2 separate regions of the Zea mays genome follow, and region 2 is linked to region 1. Evidence: chromatin contacts called from public Hi-C data. All regions are on one chromosome and are shown on one strand. Each heading gives the region's core, a stretch centred on a gene start, on an enhancer-like site or on the middle of the called end of the contact. The rest is flanking DNA. Distances are from core to core; before and after follow the strand shown.

Evidence for each region. A called contact is a pair of places that touch in the nucleus more often than the background predicts.
Region 2: a contact with region 1 is called in a Hi-C map of leaf, with 3 times the contacts expected there. The contact joins the promoter of LOC100272409 here to the enhancer-like site in region 1. A contact is called at or near these places in 2 of 25 Hi-C or Micro-C datasets (ear and leaf).

Annotation. Positions count from the first base shown.
Region 1 is chr6:103,077,540-103,084,654 of Zm-B73-REFERENCE-NAM-5.0, forward strand. It overlaps the pseudogene LOC109940487. Among protein-coding and RNA genes, the nearest start is that of LOC100273723, 30 kb to the left of the region's middle. Within about 2 kb of position 3,287, at least 17 of the 20 cell types and tissues checked have an H3K27ac peak or open chromatin away from gene starts, as enhancers often do. A contact at or near this core is called in ear and leaf, where this site is marked.
Region 2 is chr6:103,256,591-103,263,705 of Zm-B73-REFERENCE-NAM-5.0, forward strand. LOC100272409 (BTB/POZ and MATH domain-containing protein 2) reads right to left here and starts at 3,030. Exons shown (of 3, transcript NM_001146887.2): 1 at 2,500-3,030; 2 at 1,492-2,346; 3 at 490-902. The coding sequence starts at 2,670. The coding sequence ends at 1,495. LOC103629660 (MADS-box transcription factor 30) reads right to left here and starts at 5,234. Exons shown (of 6, transcript NM_001401854.1): 1 at 4,896-5,234; 2 at 4,434-4,530; 3 at 4,133-4,303; 4 at 3,800-3,841; 5 at 3,459-3,688; 6 at 3,261-3,382. The coding sequence starts at 5,080. The coding sequence ends at 3,473. LOC100283252 (nuclear transcription factor Y subunit C-2) reads right to left here. Exons shown (of 2, transcript NM_001156154.2): 2 at 6,275-7,115. The coding sequence ends at 6,541.

The sequences.
Region 1 (7,115 bases), core at 2,037-4,536:
CCAGTTTACCCGAAGGCGAACCCACCGGCGGAGGGGCTAAATCATTTCCTAGATTGCCATCACACAATCCGATAGATGCTAATCGACCAGTAGGGCACGCCGAATTGAGTGGTGGGGTTATTACCAACGACGACGAACAAAGACGACGGTGGGCGGTTGGATTCTTCCCTAGTGACAGCGATGCGGATCAGCGCCCGACGTTTCCCGGTTGCTACGGTCTGGTGACCAAGGGGGGCGAGGGCCCGTTATTTATACACCCGGTCATAGAGGATGGATAGCAACAACTTGCCGAGAACCACATGGAGTCCAGGGCGCCGACCGTTCTGAGTTTGCCGCGCCGTGGGATTTGTTGGGGAAGATGACTGACAGACGGGCCACCATTATCAGTGTGTGAAAGAGCCGTGCGGACACGAGGTACCCACTGGCAGGTAGACCTGTCTGTCTAGTGACTTCAACATGCGCGAGAGATGGACCGGGCCGAGGTAGATGAAAGAATATGTGGGCCGCAATGGGAGAACTGGCCTAGGTAAGCTTCTTCTCTTTATTTTTTTTTCTGATTTCCTTTAAATTTTCATATTTCAAATATCTATTTTAAATTCAAATTAATTTTAAATTCTTGTTTTGAACCACAAATTTCAAATACCAAACAAAAGTCTAGTAGGAATAATACATCTACTGCTTGCGATAATATTATTTATTATTATTATTAGTACTATTCCACTCTTTTGCTCCAATATTTTTCAGACCTCATATTTGAATTTGAAGCTAAAATTTGTTTTAAACCTCAATTTGAGTTTGGTGCACAAACAAAGGAGTTCTAACATGATGTGTTTGTTTGGTATTTATTTAAAAGAAATATGCCTCTTTAATGAGATACATAATTAAAATGACCCCTTTATTATTTCTCAAGTGACTAGAGTTTTAGAGGCTAGATTCTAGGGTTTACAGTCGTGGAGTAATAGGCATGAAACGGAGTTGCTTGACCGAGACTTTTGTAGTGACCTCAGTGCCTTCCTTGTCCACCACCACTGCATACCTTGAGTTCTTGCAGTGCATGCAATGGGTGTCATTCTTGTGATCCCTCCAGAACAACATGCGATTATTTTCGCACGCATCAATCTTCTCATAGTTCATGCCAAGACCCAAGACAATCTTTTTAGACTGATACAAGTTCTTTGGCATCTTATGGTTCGGCGGAGGAGATCAATAATCAACTTCGTGATATTGTTGTAGTAGTTATTTGAGAAGTTGTACTTGGACTTCATTGCCATAAGTCATGTTACGACCTGAAGTACAGGCACTTTGGTGCCCTCGTGCACTTTTGCATCCGCGACTTCTAGCAACTTGTAAAACTGATGCACTTCCTCCATCGGGGGTCAGTCGGTCTCCAATGATGGATACTCATGTCTGATGTCATCTAGCATGTCCTCCATTTGGTCTAGGTCCACGTCCGTGTTCAACTTCGGAGGTGCATCCACCTCTCCCATGCTCGTGCCACACCAAATAGTCTGGCTTAAATCCATATTTGCAGATATGAATGGAGAGGTCAAACTTGACTAGTCGGATCAGGTTTCGACACCTAGTACATGAGCATTTCGCCGCACGAGGCTCGCCAGCAAATGCGTGCGCCACAAATTCGTCAGCAACCTTAACCCATCCATCAGAGTGCCCCAGGGTGTCATTGTTGAAACCATCGTACATAGCCCTTCTTCGATCGTCACCCATTTTCAAAGCTAATGGAAAAACGTAGATCATAATCATGCATGACAAACATGTGCAGTGTGCAGTGTTATTAACCAATTCATAACTACAAACCCTATTAGGAAGAGGATATGTACTAAACGACCCACCCAAGAATGCCAGTCGTTGTGTGTTATTTGGTCGGACACGTGTACCTTCTGCTCATGAATACGACAGCATAACCACACTATTCTCTGAATGGCGGAGAACAACAGGGTTATGCTATTAAGATCACGAGTAGAGGGTATACGAGTCAAAGACCAAATAACATGCAACCACTACCATTCTTAGGTTGTAACACCCCAAAATACTAATTTTGGGATTCATAAAAGTTTGTCCAAAATATTTGAGTTAAGGCTTTGAACTAGGGTTAAAAGAGAAAACCAAGAAAGATTCTCAAATGTTTAAATAGTAAAACTATTCATTATATTGCCTAGGAACCATCTCTTCGTAGGAAATAATTAGAAATTCTTGTACAAATAAAACTATTTAAAATTTATGTTTAAATATTATTCGCCAAAAGATTTAAGATGATATATTAGGAATTGTTTTCTTAGAATAGTGTCTTTTGTGTATATAAGTTTCATATTAATAAACCCTTTGTTTAATGGATAAAATAAGATAAATAAAGTGGAATCATGCATTTCATGCTGGGTCTTTGGATGTTGCATATAAATTGAACCTTGAGAATTGAATCAAATTTGATTTTGGAATTCAAAACTGAAATTGAAAGGGTTCAAAATATAAAAAAACAAAAGACCCGTCAGCCTCTCTAGGTCGAATCTGGCCGTTGGCCCAATTAGCCCTACCTCTCGTCAGCCCACTCCCTCTCAGCCTGCGCTGCACCCAATCACTGACAAATGGACCATGACGGCAGCCCCTCCGTGGACTCCGATGCGCTCGGGTGCTCGTTTGTGCCTCGGTCATGGGGGCCCCATTGTCCAGATTCATCAACCCCACTCAACAACAAACTCCGCCGCTCTGTTCAATCCACAAAACTCGGATCAAAGCCGGTAGGATTTCCCTAGATCCGCCTCGGACTCTGCTTGCTCCTATATATGTCTGCCGCGACATACCCTTTGGTTCATCTAGGTCTAGATGCTCCTACCGCGAAGCTCTTGCACCACTGTGTGATTGTCGTCGACCTCGATTCACGTCGCACCGGTAGCGGGGTCTCGGTGTCGAGACCTGTGATCTCCGTGGGTCGAGTGCGGGGTTCCTGTGGACACCTCGTGCGGTGGCAACGACCAGGGCATACTTCACCTGTGACCCGTGGCGCCGCGGTGCCACTGTGTGGCGGGGCCGACATCTGCAGCGCCATGATCCTAGGTAAAAAAAAGCACCTGGCGCTCTGGATGTCTTCCGCTCTCCGTGATTCACACCCGATACTAAGGCACTGGGCGTGGGCGGGGTATCCTTGGCGTGGCATGGCCATGACGAGCCTGCTCCTATGCTCTGGTTCCCGTCGGGAGGTTGAAGATGATGTAGCAACCGTCAGATCTAAGCAGAGGGCCGAGATTTGTTCGGGTATCTCCCCTCGATGGTTAAATCGGGGCGGTTGGATCGCGATCGAGCGATCCAGATTGAATACCGCGAAACCCTTCACCCAGGAGTAATGGTAGGCGTCGATCTTAAATCGAGTGGACGCAAGATGATTTTGGTGCATCGAATCTCGACTGTTGATCCTTGATCCGAGGGCAGCCAGTGTGTACCGCTTCAGCATTATGTTGTGGGTAATCTAGGTCATAGGATCTGATCTGGGCGGCTGTGGATCACTCATACCCCTTCGACCGCCTATTTTTGCTAAAGAGACCCAGTAGAACCCTAGATTCAACCCGGCAGTTCATGACAGTGGAAAGACCATTGTAAAAGGCCCTAAAATTAACGAAAACTGAAGGAGAAATGGCCTCAACCATTCCTGATAATCGATTTTAGTGTTTGACGACCATCACAAACCTTATGGAATAACTAGTTTGTCTAGTTGATCTTTTCTCAGGTGCATAAAGTTAACATACACATATAAGGAAAATGACCCTTGGGGCAATTCTATAAGTATGGAGCAAAACAGATTTGCACCAGCCTGTGGCGCACCAGACTACCTGGTGTGCACCGGATAGTGTCCGGTGCCCAGGCTGGTGCGCCCAGCGAACTGGCCGCTCTCGGGAAAACGAAACGCTCCTCGACTAAAAATCACCGGACTGTCCAGTGAGCCCACGAGCAACGGTCAACTTCGACAACGGTCGACTGCCACCGCAGTCTGAAGCCTCAGAAGGTTAGAGACAGTCGGCGATGTCAAGTCGCACCGGACTGTCCGGTGTGCCACCGAACTATCCGGTGTGCCACCGGACTGTCCGGTGCGCCACAAGGACAAACGACTTCAACGGTCAATTGCTCCTAACCCCAACAGTCGGCTGACGTGGCACGCACCGGACTGTCCGGTATGTCTGTCGACAGAGAGCACAACCAATGGCTAGAATAGTGGTTGGGGCTATAAATACCCCCAACCACCACCATTCAAGTCATCCAAGCTTTCCACCCTCAACACTCAATACAAGAGCAAAGAATACATTCCAAAGTCACATTCAAAGCTTCCAATCCTCTCTAAGTCCCACAATTAATACAAGTGATCAATAGTGTTTAGTGGCTTGAGAGAGAGTGAGATTTGTGTTCTATTTGTTGCTCTTGTTGCTTGGTTGCTTTCTTTATCTCCTCTAATTTTTCTAAGTGATTTGTAAAGCTAGCAAGAGACACCTAATTGTGTGGTGATCTTTGTGGGGTCTTTATGACCCGTGAGATTAAGAAGAAGCACTCAACTTGAAAGGGAATTAGGCTTACACCTATTTCCTAAATGATTTTGGTGGTTGAATTGCCCAACACAAATAAATTGGACTAACTAGTTTGCTCTAGTGTACAAGTTATACAGGTGCTAAAGGTTCACACTTAGCCAATAAAAAGACCAAGAAATAGATTCAACAAAGGAGCAAAGGGATAACCGAAGTGTGCCCTGGTCTGGCGCACCGGACTGTCCGGTATGCCACCGGACACTGTTCGGTGCACCAGGGGACTTCACGCTGAACTCTTCACCTTCGGGAAAATCCAGAGGCGCTTCGCTATAATTCACCGGACTGTCCGGTGTACACCGGACAGTGTCCGGTGCTCCAAGGAACGGCGCCTCAGGAACTCGCCAGCTTCGGGAATTCGCAACGGCTAGTCCGTTATAATTCACCGGACATGTCCGGTGTACACCGGACTGTTCGGTGAGCCAGCGGGGCAACGACTACTTCGCGCCAACGGTCACCTGCAGGCGCATTTAATGCGCGCCAGCGCGCGCAGAAGTCAGGAACACCCATGCTGGCGCACCGGACACTCTACAGTACATGTCCGGTGCGCCACCGGACATCCAGGCGGGCCCAGAAGACAGAGCTCCAACGGTCGGAACCCAACGGCTTTGGTGACGTGGCTGGCGCACCGGACATGTCCGGTGTGCACCGGACTGTCCGGTGCACCATACGACAGACAGCCCCACCAAACGGCTAGTTTGGTGGTTGGGGCTATAAATACCCCCAACCACCCACATTCATAGCATCCAAGTTTTTACACTTCCAACCACTTACAAGAGCTAGGCATTCAATTCTAGACACACTCAAGAGATCAAATCCTCTCCCAAATTCCACACAAAGCTTTAGTGACTAGTGAGAGAGATTTGCTTGTGTTCTTTCGAGCTCTTGCGCTTGGATTGCTTTCTTCTTTCTTGATTCTTTCTTGCGATCAAACTCATTTGTAATTGAGGCAAGAGACACCAATCTTGTGGTGGTCCTTGTAGGAACTTTGTGTTCCAAGTGATTGAGAAGAGAAAGCTCACTCGGTCCGAGGGACCGTTTGAGAGAGGGAAAGGGTTGAAAGAGACCCGGTCTTTGTGACCACCTCAACGGGGAGTAGGTTTGCGAGAACCGAACCTCGGTAAAACAAATCCGCGTGTCACACTTCTTATTTGCTTGCGATTTGTTTTGCACCCTCGCGGACTCGATTATATTTCTAACGCTAACCCGGCTTGTAGTTGTGATTATCTTTGATAATTTCAGTTTCGCCCTATTCACCCCCCCCTCTAGGCGACTTTCACAACTGATCTAGGTGACCAATTGAGAGTGGGAAAGGGTTGAAATAGACCTATCCTCTATGGCCTCCTCAACGGGGAGAAGGTTCATTGGAACCGAACCTTGGGAAACAAATCACCGTGTTCATTTGTGTTGATCATCACCATTTGATTTGTTTCTTCCCTCTCCCCTCTCACTAAAATTTCTCTTGCTCACATTGTTTTAAGTTAGCTCCCAAAGTTATTCACACTATTTAGCAACTCATAGCAAGAAGAGCTATCTTACGCACACCTCATTGATTATAATTTGTCTCAAACCCTAACCCCAGGTGAAGTGCGGGTTCAAAGTTTATAATTTTCAGGTTTTGCCTATTCAGCCCCTCTAGACGACTTTCAGTTGGTATCGGAGCTCGATACTTCATTAGAGTCTAACAACTCAAAGTGATGTCGGGAGAACACGCCAAAAGGGAGATGGTCACGGGGAAAAGCCCGGATCTTCGGGAAAGAAGAACGAAGAAAGGACTCCGTCAAAGGAGGCCAACGATGAGCACAAAGAGCATAAGGAGGAATCTGTTGGCTCCATCAAGTGACATAAGAAGGGTGACAAGAAGAAAAAGAAAATGAAGAAGGTGGTCTACTACGAGACCGATTCTTCCTCACCCACAACCTCCATCGCCAAGTCGACATCTTCGAAGCACCAAGAGCGTAAGAAGTATAGTAAGATCCCCCTTCGCTATCCTCGTATTTCTAAACGCGCTCCTATACTTTCCGTTCCCTGGGCAAACCACCATATTTTGATGGTGAAGATTATTGTATGTGGAGTGATAAAATGAGGCATCATCTAACCTCACTCCACGAAAGCATATGAGATATTGTTGAGTTTGGAGCGCAGGTACCACAAGTGGCCGACGAGGACTACAACTCCGATGAGGCCGCCCAAGTGAGACAGTTCAACTCCCAAACTACTTCCATACTCCTCGCTTCCATGTGTAGAGAGGAGTACAACAAGGTGCAAGGGTTGAAGACCGCCAAAGAAATTTGGGACGTCCTCAAGACAGCACATGAAGGGGATGAAGTGACCAAGATCACCATGCGTGAAATGATCGAGGGAGAACTCGGTCGATTCATCCTCAACAAAGGAGAAGAGCCACAAGCAATGTACAACCGGCTCAAGATGATGGTGAACCAAGTCCTCAACCTCAGGAGCACCAAGTGGGATGATCGTGAAATGGTCAAGGTTATTCTAAGATCTCTTGTCTTCCGTAACCCCACTCAAGTGCAA
Region 2 (7,115 bases), core at 1,780-4,279, 180 kb after region 1:
GAGTTTGGATGACGGTGTTCTCCAGCCTGCGCACCTGTGTTCTTTCAGAATTCCAAATTTCCAAATAGCGGCGGCGGCCGCGCCAGATATTTAACTGGGCTACAAATCCACACTGCAGTTGACAATTTGACATCTGTGATAGAGTTTTGGAGCTGCCTCTTCATTCTCCCCCAAACTGACTGCTCTAATAAAAAACGGGTTTTCTGAATCTTTTTGCACTAGCTGCAACTTGCAACTGAAGCAGCAGCAGTCTGCTCATGTCATGCGTGCGCATATTATATATGCATGTCAAGCACGAGAAAAGGCAGCTGATACAATTAAGCACCAAATGATAATAAGCACAAAACAGAGACGAGATCTTAGCCACAGAAAATGAATGCTAGCTGCCCATCTCATGTGCATGACAAGCACAGGTGGCTAACAAGGGCTGAATTAAGCAGCTCAGATTGAAAGTGGGGAGGGAATCAACTGCAAAGACTAGTTCATCATGCTTAGGGAAACCATAACCATAACTCCAGGTTCATTACATCTTAGGGAAACCATAACCATACCATAGCATGCATGTGAAGCCAAGCAACTCAATCATTATATGAGGAAGATACTAGTAATACTAGGACTGTCAATGAAAACCATCATCGCGAGCTCAGATCTTCCTTCCACGCGCAGCCCTCACTAGTTCAGTCAGCACCAGAGGGCAGCTTTCCACCAGATGCGCGTAGCCGTCAGTCGCCAGGACAGCATCAAGAGTCTCAGGCGACTTAGTGACGAACTCAAGACACTTGGCTTTGAGCAGCGGGCAGTTGCGCTGCTCGGCGAGAGCCAACGTCGCAGCCGCTGTGCCGATGTTGATGCCACCAGAGAGCTTGCATTCACATATCAGCTTCAGCCCGTTCAGCCCATACCTGTCAAAATTCTCAGGAGCTAACAATTACAATCTACTAGTATACACGCACACGGTGTTACGCTCTACATGTTTCTAAGACCAGCCATGACAATACCAAGCGCAGTTTTGACCAACTCTAAAAAAAATTACGGAACATTGTTTAGATACAACATTATTGTAAACTATAGTATTAAGCAAAAGTTAGACGTGTCATAAAAACTTTGGATTGGAGCTGAGTTTTGAATACCAAAAATACCAGGATTACAACCAAGTGACATAAAATACCACGGCCATACTAAGGTGGTGTTTGAATGCACTAGAACTAATAATTAATTGACTAAAAACTGTTAATGAAATTAGCTAGCTAACAAACAACTACATTAACTAATTTACCAAAAATAACTAATAGCTGAACTATTAGCCATGTTATTTGAATGTCTCAATTAATTTTAGTCACTAACTATTAGTTTTAGTCATTCAAATACCCCTAAAAACTATAGTATCTACAAAAATAAATGTTTTACTTCCAAACAGACCCATATGCAACGAAATAGTACATGATAACCCGTTCTGAAAGTGGACAAAGGTTCAAAAGAAAGAAACCTTACCTGTCAGCAGCTACGAGTAGGTGCTGAGCCATGGCCGCCGCCCGCCGCCGCCTCAGGCTCCTGGTCCTGGGCACCGTCGAGCTCTGGGACCATGTCGGTATAGATGAAGTGAAGCATGGACCTGAACACAGCAGCGTCCATGTCTCTGATCTCCACATAAGCAGAGCTTCTTTCCTTCATGCCTCCGAAGAACTCGGCCTTGAAAACCGGGGACCTCGCGGCGAGAATGACCCTGTGTGCGGCGAAGGACTCCCCGGAGACACGGAACGTGACGTCCGCTCCGTCCTTGCTCTGCAGGAGCTCGCCGAGGTGCTGGTGTAGGTCCGAGCGCAGTGGCTGTGGCTGTGGCACTGGCAGGGGCGGATCCTTCACAGAGGCGTCGAAGCCACGTAGCTCGGTGAGCGTGCATTCCACGGTCAGCGAATCCTCCACGAGGTAATCTGATGATCCTAGCTCAGCCCTTGACATGAGGAGAAGTACAGGCGAGCATTTGGAGTCACTGGGAAATATATGGGACAAACTCTGCTCATAAGAGGCACCGAGATCCCGCTGGAAGTTGTTGGGTCTCATCCGGCAGCTCAGGCTCACCCTCAGCTTGTCCCTCAGAGGTTCACTGATAAGTATGAGCTTCACCGCTACCCACCGCCCGTTCCACTTGTAAGTAGGATGGAAACGGACCTCCCACTCGTGGCCATTGGTGCACCATCTGGATTTGATGAACTCCAGCTCGCTCATGGTAGCGGTGGCGCAGTAGCCGTCAATCTTGAGCAGCTGTACCGAGCGCAGAACCTCATTGACAGCCAGCAGGTTCGTGCCGTCATGTTCCATGATGGAGGCCAGGTAAGATCCAGAAGCCTGATGAAGAAAAAAAAAATGCCTCCGGTGATGTAAAAATAAAACTCTTTACCCGTCCGGCGCCGATGAGGACTGGGCCGGCGGTATGCGGTCTGGCAACTGACAATTGGGGGTGGGGAGGAGAGGGGGGGAGTTTAAATAGCGGGAGGTTACCAAGAGGAGAGTTCGCCGCCGTACATGGCTTCCAGAGCAAGGAGAGGTGTGTGAAAGCTTCTCCGAGAAGGCAAGGGTCCGACGGATGTGGCCTGCCGCTGGGCCTGCTTTGTGCTTTGACAGACTTGAGTCGGACGCCGTCCCACGCCACGACGCTGGTTGGTTCGTCATGGCGAGAACCACGGTTTGTACTAGTCAGAAAGTCCATTAATCTGGGCCTCTGAGAGTCATCGAAATCAGCAATCGAACGTCCAACTCCAAAAGAAAACACCTCAACTCCAAAATTTTGAAGTCATAACCATAACCACAAAATTAGCACGAACAGTAGGTGGTGGGTGGTCTATGGACATCCATTCCCATGTTTAGTTCGGAGCAGCATTAGTAAAGGTGCCTTATAAAAAAACACTAGTAAAGTCACTGAAACTTGGATTTGTTGTCTTGGCTATGTCATGGTCTTTATTTAGCTTGATGTGACCAAGACATGGAAAAAGGTATGGTCACTTGAGCATTAACTATAGATAACCTATTAGTACTACTACTTAGGGGGTGTTTGGTTTCTAGGGACTAATGTTTAGTCCCTACATTTTATTCCATTTTAGTTCCAAAATTGCCAAATATAGAAACTAAAACTTTAGTTTAGTTTCTATATTTAGCAATTTATAGACAAAAAAGGAATAAAATGAAGGGACTAAACATTAGTCCCTAGAAACCAAACACCCCCTTAAGCATGCTACTTCCTTTCTTTAACTAACTTGTTTGTTTTAGTTATGTACTTTAGCAAACTAAGTAAATCTGTCATGTCATCAAGTCCACCCAGCTGATCGACACACGTCCATGGCCGGCCAGGCGGGGCAACCAGTCTACTGTGCCTTCGATCTGCATTCTGCAAGAAGAAATTACCGTTCAGTTTTTTTTTTCAGCATAAAGGGTTAAGCTAGTCTGCTAAGCTTCGGACGTACGCGTACACGTTCTGTTACCACAGGTGTAGATCGCGTGGGCTGGAGCTCCCGCCGCCGTCGGCGTCCTCGTCCGTCGGCGGCCACAGACGCAGCATTGTGCTCGCCGCGGACTTCTCCTCCAGGGCCAGGAGGTACGCGAACGACGGCGACTGTGGCAGCGGCGGCTCCGCCACTGTCGCCTCCACGCCCGCGGCGGCTGGTGGGCCGTCGTGGCGCCCGTGCTCTTCGGTCTGCGTGCGTCACATCACAGCGGCAGCGGCACGATCACTTCACACAGCTGCTTTTACGACGACGTGCTACAACTACTGCTCACGCGAAGCCGGCCGGCCGTCACAGTTTACCTTGACCTGAAGCTCCTCGGTCAGGTTGACGAGCAGCTCATCCTGCCAAGGAAAAAAAACAAGGCACGCAATAAAAACCGCCTCGACATGCAGAGGAACCAGGATCACCTAGCAGCAGGGAAAAAAATTTGTTGCAGCCGGGCTGCAAACCAGGCCGTTTGCAGTCCCTCACAAAAATGAGGATAGGCCCCACCTGCAAGTTCACCAGATAACATTTTTGTTGTATTATTGACCTGCAGGTGGGGTCTATCCTCATTTTTGTGAGGGGCTGCAAACGGCCTGGTTTGCAGCCTGGCTGCAACAAATTTTTTTTCGAGCAGTAGATACCTATACCTTCCTTGCACGGACTTTGCCGATGGCCGACTCCAGCCGCTGCTCGAGCTCGAGGAGCTCGACCACCGAAGTCACGGACGACAGGTCTTCTCCCGTGTACGCATTCAGGCTGGCCTCCAGCTGCTCGCACTCACTCCGCAGCTGGCTGATCTCAGCGGCCATCTGCTGCTGCTGCTGCAGCAGCATTGGAGAGAGAGAGAGAGAGAAAAACGAGGCAAGAATAGAGATGGCGCATGAACAGGCTGACGAAGATACTGAAGCTGCTGCGTTGGGTCTGGACGTCGATCTGGTAGATGCGTACCTGATGATCAGACTGGTGATCGGTGCAGCAGCGTGCGTCCTGATGCAAGAGTCGCGTGCTGGTGGCCGCCTCGTACCGGCGAATCAGATCCACCAAGCTTCGCAAAAATGGTAACGGTGGAGAGTGTTGGTGTTAGGGATCTGCAGATTGCAAGACTCTGGAATATTCCTATCTTTCGCTAATCGATCATGGGCTACTTCTTATGCAAACTTGGAAGAACTGATCGGCGTGTGCTGACTCCCAAGCCAACATTTGAGAGGGAGTGAAAGGCTGCGCAAGGCGGAACACATAGTCACGCACGCGTGTGTCGAAGAAAATCAACTCGATAGTGAACTCCAATCCAGCAGCAACTTGATAGGGACCCGAAATAAAGGTTTCCGCGATCACGCATACTTAACCAAACCCCAAAAAAACCAACACACAACCAAAACCCACACCGATCGATTTTGATCACCCGCGGACCTGGTCGGCGAGGAGTACTCGAACAGCTTGCCGCGCTCGGAGAAGACGACGACGCCGACGTCCACGCCGCAGAGCACGGCGAGCTCGTCGGCCTTCTTCAGCAGCCCCTTGCGGCGCTTGGAGAAGGTCACCTGGCGGCTCACCCGGTTCTCGACCCTCCTCATCTCCACCTTCCCACGCCCCATTGCGTTGCGCGCCGCCTGAGCTGAGCCTGCCCTAGCTAGCTCAAACCCACCCGCTTTTGCTTTTCGGCCCCAGATTGCCAGCGCGACAACAATGCAGTGCACAACTTACAGAGGAGGGCGGGCGAGGGCGCAACGCAAGAGGGGAGTTCCTTGCAGGCTAAGGGTGGGTTGCGATCTGCGAGGCGAGCGAGAGCAGCTGAGCTGAAGCGATCAGAGAGCGTGAACGAGGAGCCGTGCCAGAGAGCTTATATAAAAAGCCAAAGAGCGGTGCGGAAATGGAGAGGAAAATGCCCGGAAGCTACTGTACCCACCTGAGAATGTTAAGTCGGAAACGTGAGTTGCCGATAAGAAAATTAAAAAAAATCTTCCCCATGCCTAAAATTGGCGTGGTCTTTTTGTTTACGCACATCGATCTAAAACATGAAAAAGATGTGAGCACAAATACCCTAATCAAAAGATCGAATAGCCAAGTCAAAAGTAGTGGTCCCCATCTACTTATGTCCTGTTTAGGTCCATCTTAACTGAACTTTGGTCAGTTAATTGCCTAATCTGGCTAGCTAAAATTTAGCTGGGACTATTTGGATTCTAGCTAAACGTATATATTTTAGCTAGGCTGAAACGGCCAAAGAGATGGTATATATTTTGGTTAAAGTTTCGCTGTGTTTTAGCTAGGATCATCTGAATCCCTAGTGGCTAAACTTGGATCAAACCGAGACTTCGAAAAGGGAGATAGCTTGTCACGAAGACAAGCACCTTCCCGGTCCCGGAAGATTGACAGGCCCCTGGTTTGTCCTGACCATCTCTCTTCAGCGAACTGTTTCATGCAGTGCCGTGTACACGCGCCCGCCCGCGAAGACACGAGTAGAAAGCCTCAGCAGCAAGGAACAGTCCTTAATTGCAAACATTTCCAACTCCAGCCAAATCTGGGCGACGACATGACGCGCTGTGCCATGAGAGTAGTTACCTGTTGTATTCAGAAATGCAGTTAAGGGCACACCCAGCTTCTTCAAGAATTTGACTGGTTTGGTCTTGGGAGGTGAATGGCCATGGCCCAGCTCTACTGGGTCCCAGAATTCAACTAGACACAAGTCTGGAACAGAATTTCCATGAATTAACAGAACACCTTCCACGCTACGAATCAAGAGCAATGGAGAAAAGAGAGAAGCATGAACTGCACAACACAAGCAGAGCATAGAAGCATTAACACCCAGCATTTTTCATATCAGAGGCCTCATGAAGGCGAACTTTTGGAACGAAAGGAAACGGTATGGGTAACTTTAATCCACTAGCCGCTAATCATTATCCCTCCAACTAACACCACAGCAGAAATCAAACTACCATGATGCTACACCCTACCTGTTTCAGTTTGATACCCAACGATATTAGCCAACGAAAACCTGCAGTTTAGAGAACCTAAAATGAGAGCTCTGAAAAATCAGGTGATAGCTTGAGCGACATCCTCAGTCCCTTTCATGCAGAGACTGCTGCTCTTCAGGAGCTTGCTCCTGCTGTTCCTGAGGATCCTGCCACAGATACGTCACCGGGTGGCCTTGCTGGGCGCCATAAACCATCCCAGGACCAGGCACCTGCTGCTGTGGCATGTAGTAGTATGGATATGCGTCAGCTGGGGCTCCCATGGGTGGCAGCCCGGGCCTAGGAAGCCCGATTCCGTCGTCCTTCATCTCATCCCTGGGAACAATGTCGACCAAGAAGTCGTAAATGTCGGTCCTGGTGATGGCTGCGGCAATGTCGTTCTTCTGCAAGGTGCGGCGCTTGTTCTCCTCGGTGTGCATCCACGACCTCAGCGTCAGCTCCAGTATGAATATCTCGCAAGCTTTTGCGAAGACCACGGGAGCTTCGGCTGAGATCATGCGGACATCTTCGTCGGCCTTCATGATCTTCTTTATCCTCGCAAGTGGCAAGTTGTGGTTCCTGAAATCAGCTGTTGCCTCGATTTCAGTCATGCGTTCGACCCAGAACTGCTGAAGCTGCTGCTGTTGCTGCTGCTGGAGCTGTTGGTGGAACTGTTGAGCTT